Linked DNA regions of Canis lupus: region 2 is linked to region 1. Evidence: chromatin contacts called from public Hi-C data. All regions are on one chromosome and are shown on one strand. The core of a region is the stretch at or near the end of the contact, and the rest is flanking DNA. Distances in the headings are between cores, read along the strand shown. Region 1 holds the start of H2AZ1 (H2A.Z variant histone 1). Region 2 holds the start of TRMT10A (tRNA methyltransferase 10 homolog A).

Region 1 (2,916 bases), core at 200-2,699:
TCCTTAAAATCAAATGTTAGTCAATCTCCTTCCACCTTTCCTTAAAGCCAAAACCCAGGGAGTAGAATCAAATCTCCAGGAAAGTAATCTACCAAACGTCGCCTTCCCCTACTATCTGAATGGCAACACAAGCAAACGGGGGCACGCAATTTTATTTCCAAGAGCAGCAAACTCCACCAAGCCTAGTAGGATCCCTCAATGAACACCAGCCCCCTCTAGCGTTCTCAGAAGCTTCTAGCCGTGATTAGGGCCTGGGAGTTTTTCTTGCATCACTTTCCTCCTTCCCTCTCGCCGCCTCCCCCCAGCCCCCCCAAACCTTTTCCAGATTATAGGCGTACACCCATTTACCTCTGCGGTGAGGTACTCCAGGATGGCTGCGCTGTACACAGCGGCAGTCGCGCCCACACGTCCATGACTGGTCGTCCTAGATTTCAGGTGTCGATGAATACGGCCCACCGGGAACTTAATTTTAAGCACACAAACATAAATGCACAAAGATGTTAGAGTCAAAGACGGCAATCTTACGCGCGCGCCAAAGCAAGGGGGCACGGACGCTGGTGCAGCAACGCGCCCCGGCATCGACACACGTGATCGGCCCCCCCCCCTCGATATTTATCGTATCGGCGAACCAAGTCGCGACACCGCATCACCCACGCAGAGACGAAACGCCCATCTAGAGCGATGATAAACAAGAAAAGAGGCGGAAAGGAAAACGCCACGATCCCTGGACTGCACGAGCCACCACTGACCTGCAAGCCGGCTCTCTGTGAGCGGGAAACCGCCTTTGTCTTGGCCTTTCCGGAGTCCTTCCCAGCCTTACCGCCAGCCTGCGGCGCGCACACGCCCGCGAGCGAAGGAGGAACGGGGAATATAGGATTACCAGGGCGGCGCGCCCCTCCCCCACCGCGGCGCGGCCCAGGCGCGAGCGCGGCCCCGAGCCCGGCCGGGGTCTCCGGGCAGCCGCGCGCCGCAAGGGCGACCCCGCCCGCCCGCCCGCCCGCCCCCGCGGCGCGCCCGCCCGCCGCGGCCGCGCGCCTCCGTCCGCCCGCCGGCCCCCAGCGGCGCTGCGCGCGCCACCCAACCGCCGCCGCCCGCCGCGAGAGCGGAGGCTGCTCCGCTCGCCGCCGACAAAACACCTCCCCCCGCTCTTCCCAATCCTGTCTCCGCGCGTTCCCAACCGTCGCCGCTTCGCCCCCATCTCCCGAGCGTAACGGGTTTTTCTCCCATCGGCAAAAACCCGCGGGAGTCTTCGAGCGCCTCCGCCAAGTTTACCATTTCGAATTCTGCTGAAGCTCAAACAAGCAAGGCAGAGAAAGGACTAGTCAGACAGCCAGCGAGATCCCACCGCCTACTCCTCCGTCGCACCGCGATTCAAACTGCGCTGTCTCCCGCCTTCCCCGCGCCCTTTATACCGCTGAATGTTCCCTCATCCGGGAACTCGGACTGCTCATCCCACCAATGGCCGCCGCCCGCCCTCGGGACGCGTCCTTGAGGCCTCGGCCAATGAGCAGGCGAAGAGCAGGGCGGGGGGGCGGGCGCTCCGCCGCTCGAGCCGCTATTGGGGCGTGGGGAAGGAGGTGGGGGGAGGGCGGAGGGATGGGAACTGAGGAGAAGAAGGGCACGGCGGCGGGAGGGAAGAAACAGAGCGAGCTACGCTGCGGGAGCGAGGAGACCCGCCGGCCGCGGTCACGTGTCCGGGGGAGGAGCCGAGAGGCTGGCCCAGGGGAGGGGCGCGCGGTGGCGCCCCCAGGCTCCGGGCCCGGTCCCGCCGGCTGCGCGTGGCGCTCTCCGGGCCTGGCTCCTTGCCGCACCGCCGCGACCGGAGCGCTCCAAGGCCGAGACCCGCTGACCCACAGCCTTTTTTTTTTTTTTTTTTTTTTCATTTCTTCCGTCCGGGGCCCGGGGCAGCCGCCTCCGCGCCCCCCTCTCCTCTGGTCTGACAGGTGGCGCGTCCGCGTCGCGGGAGGTGGCCCCACTCCTCGGTGAACCGCAGGCTTAGCAGGGATCTGGCGTTCCTTGCGCGTCGGCAAAGCCCCAGCCTCCGAGCCTCCGATCGCGCCCCGCTGCTCCCACGTCCTCTCGAGCTGTGCCTCCCACATTTTCTGTCGTCGCCACTTCTGGAGCGCGCCCCCCCCCCCGCGCCCCCGCGCCCCCCGCGCGCGAGATCGTTCCCCCGGAGCGAACGGTGGAGCAGAGGCCCCTCGAGGGTCACAAAAGGCCTTTTGGCCTCCGCACCGGAGGGCTGGGGCCGAGGCCGTATTCTTTCATCGAATCCTAAACCATGTTTTTCTGGAGGCTACACATCAGCGGGGCGTACTTCGAGCCTGATGTCTAGAGTTGATTTAGTGACACCTGAAAGCCACTACGTGTCAACTCTTCTATACAAAACCTTTCGCTACGTGACAAATGTTCTATAAATGTCACCGGGGTAACTTCTAGCAGGATTCACAGACAGTTACAGATGGTCCATGTAATCAATTGCAAATGGTGGGCTTAAAAAATAGTCCCGCACACCGAGGACTATCGTCATGCCAGCCACTTTGTCTTCCCGACTAACAGGCGAGTAACACCTGTGAGCATCTCCAGGCGCTCGCAGCGAGCTAAGTAGTTCATGATTATAGTTGTTAACGCTTTACCAGTATTTCCAACATGAAGTGATTCTGAAATACGTGTTGAGTACTTTTTTTTTTTAATTTTTATTTATGATAGTCACAGAGAGAGAGAGAGAGGCAGAGACATAGGCAGAGGGAGAAGCAGGCTCCATGCACCGGGAGCCCGACATGGGATTCGATCCCGGATCTCCAAGATCGCGCCCTGGGCCAAAGGCAGGCGCCAAACCGCTGCGCCACCCAGGGATCCCACGTGTTGAGTACTTTAGACTGGGTTTCAGTTTGAGAGATTTTTGTCCAATGAGAA
Region 2 (2,916 bases), core at 251-2,750, 320 kb before region 1:
CAAAATGGCATTAAGTGACCTGACTTAATTAAGGGAAAGAAAGAAAACAACAACAACAAAAAAAAAACAAAAACAAAAAACAAAAACCTTTTTGAAAGGCGCCGGCCCCGTCCCCGCAGTATCGGAAGCGCCTGATTCAGCCGTCAGGCCCCGTGGGAGGATCAGGCTGGGACCCGGGGAGATGGGGAAGAATGAAAAACAACCAAAACGAAAAGGGAGAAAGTCGTCTGCTGCTATCCTCTGTATAGCTCCAGAAAAACTGCCGAATTTTAACACTTTAAACATTTCACTGAAATCAACGCCTCGGTCCTCCTTAAAAACTATCCTGGGCTCACCACCATGGGGCCTACAGCACCTGCAGCACCTTTCGGCGGGCCTCTAGGGCACACGGCGCCCAGCCAGCCCCTCCCTCGTCGGAGAAAGGAGAGGAGGCCGATGGCAAAACCTAAAGCGGCTGCTCACGGTCTCTCGCCACCAAGTGGCAGAACCACAGCTCGTCCTCCAGCCTCTCAGAGTCTAGATTTCCCTCTCCCTTCATTATTTGGAAACTCACACTCTTCATACACTAGGGACCGGATCCCGACCCCCAAACAAACGCCGACCGGAGGCGCCCCCACAGCGCGTGGGTAGGGCCTCGCCTCCCTCTCGCCTCCAGGCACCCGCCTACGGACGCACTGGAGGAGGGATTAAACCGCAGCCAGCCAATCAGGGAGCTGCTTGGCGCCGGGGACGCGCTCTATCTGACATCACTTCCTCTGCGAACTGGGTCGCGCCGCTTCCACAGCCCCACTCCCCTGTCCCCCGGAAGCCGTGTGGCTAGTGGAGGCTGGCACTTGCAAGAGCCTCTTTTGCGCCCAGAGAAGACCAGAGAGTAGGCAAACGCCAGCGGCAGTGCCAGGTGACTTACCGAGCTGAGGAGTTGTCAGGGAACCGAGAGCACCAACACAGAGCCTTCTCCTAGTGGTCTTGCTACGGCTCACGAATCTTCCCTAGGGAACTTCAACTCCCAGAGGCAGGGACGGTAGCTACGCGTAGGAGACGGCGACGCTTACGCCTTTACGTCATCGAACTGCGCCACGTTTGGACCCGCAGTGGAAGAAAGGGGAGGGAGTTCATGTTGGGCGGAGTTGGAGTTTTTGGAGTGGGGGTGAGGGGTAGTTACGGTGATGTCTGTTTTTCCACCTCCAAGCAAGTGTGTATTTGCAGGCACGTGTTCATTTATATCTTCCTTTGGGGACGAGGGCGGTGTTAAGACACACTTACTCTTAAAAATGTTTAATTCGAGTCCACGGTGGAGGGCTCTTTAATTCTCTATGATGATGAGATGAAAGGAAAGCATAGCTGTGCCTAAACTATAATGTGTGCAGAAGAAAGTTGTCGGTATCACACGGTTGCACGCGACTCAAATGAAAAATCGAATTTTAAGAAGGAGTCAAACTCGCAGTAAGATGCACTTAAATCTAGACTGCTTAAACGTTTTTATTAAAACTATAGTCCTAAATCTTATTCGCCATTCATTCCTTGAACTGTTTTTCCTATGCTGTTTTGCAAAACATCATGTGACATTTCATTGTTCCTAATACATGACCTTATATGATCTTTTTTGCTATATATAGAGCAAGTCAACTGAGGGACAACTGAAACATAATCTAGTAGACTGTCGTTTTCTATTTAGCTTTTGTTTTGGCCTACTTCTAATAGGTAATTACTACGGAATTTGAAGATAAGAATGAGATTTGAGTGGATGAATTAGAAGACTGCCACATTGGTACGGGAAGAATTGTGAAGTAAATTACTCTTGATATTTGAAAACATATTTGAGCCTGTTTAAAGGTTTTAATAAACAAAATTAAATGCAGGATTTGAGTTCTCTAGTCAGAAAACTGAAATCATTTTTGCTTTAAACCCTCAAATTTTACTTGAAAAGCTGTGTCAGCTATAACATTGTTGTGGGTCACTCCCTATTTCTTCCTCGTCTTAAATCTAAAAGATCTCCTGGCTGAACATTGACAACAAAGTCTGGATCCATTTCTGATGTTAGTAGGGCATCTTTTTTTCAGCTGCCTCTATATCAGGCTAAAGAGTAGCTGAGGGAGGATTAGTAATTGGATATGTAGCCCTTCACATGTAGGTCATTAAACTCAAGCTGGCATAGTGACATGCCATATTTTTCAGCAGCTGTTCAGTGCCTCTCAGGATTCTGATTATGAGTAATTACATATTTTTCAGTGTTAATATTTGGCATCCTTATATATTTAAAGCAGAATTTTTGAAGTTACCTTAAAAATTCATATTGTCATCGTGGAGCCAATAAGTTTTCTTTTGATACAGCCACTTTAACTTTACAGTCTAACTTTTACAGGTACAAATATTTAAGTGGTTCTACTATCAGTACAAAGCAAGCACCAAGAAAAGTGCCAGCAAGAAGAGGGGGGAGATTTAATCAGAAATTGAAGTATAATATAGACTGTACTTGAAAGTAAATTCATGATAGGAAATAATCTTATTTTCATTGAATTGTATAACTTCATGTATTTGTTCATGAGACACATTCATTGAGTTCATGTTTTTGTCTTAGTACTGTTGATGCAAAGATAACTAAATCATAATCTCTGTCCTTGTAAGAATCCATCAACTGGTGAGAGAGCCAGCTGTAAATAAATACCCTTACAATGTACAGTGTGCTTGAGATGCCTATACATGGAAAGGAGACACTAACTGCTCTTGGAGACAGGAGATTTAGTTTTAGAAATTAATTTTGCTTCATCTCGGAAAGCAAGTGGTTTTCGAGATATCAAGAAGAGAAAGGTATTCAAAATATTGAGAGCTGTAAAAGCAAAGACATGTCATAATTTGACACATGATTGAAAAGCTGTGGGTAGGATGAGAAAAAAAGGAAGAAAGAAGAACCCTAAG

What was found. Hi-C and Micro-C count contacts between places; a contact is called where the count stands out from the background.
Region 2: a Hi-C map of blood shows a contact between it and region 1, with 4 times the contacts expected there. The contact joins the promoter of TRMT10A here to the promoter of H2AZ1 in region 1. A contact is called at or near these places in 3 of 9 Hi-C or Micro-C datasets (amygdala and blood).

The regions. Positions count from the first base shown.
Region 1 is chr32:17,990,331-17,993,246 of UU_Cfam_GSD_1.0, reverse strand. H2AZ1 (H2A.Z variant histone 1) reads right to left here and starts at 1,449. Exons shown (of 5, transcript NM_001287092.1): 1 at 1,273-1,449; 2 at 750-827; 3 at 349-462. The coding sequence starts at 1,275.
Region 2 is chr32:18,311,391-18,314,306 of UU_Cfam_GSD_1.0, reverse strand. It overlaps TRMT10A (tRNA methyltransferase 10 homolog A), which reads right to left and starts at 1,500. Exons shown (of 8, transcript XM_038582051.1): 1 at 908-1,500. It overlaps MTTP (microsomal triglyceride transfer protein large subunit), which reads left to right and starts at 772. Exons shown (of 18, transcript XM_038582043.1): 1 at 772-898.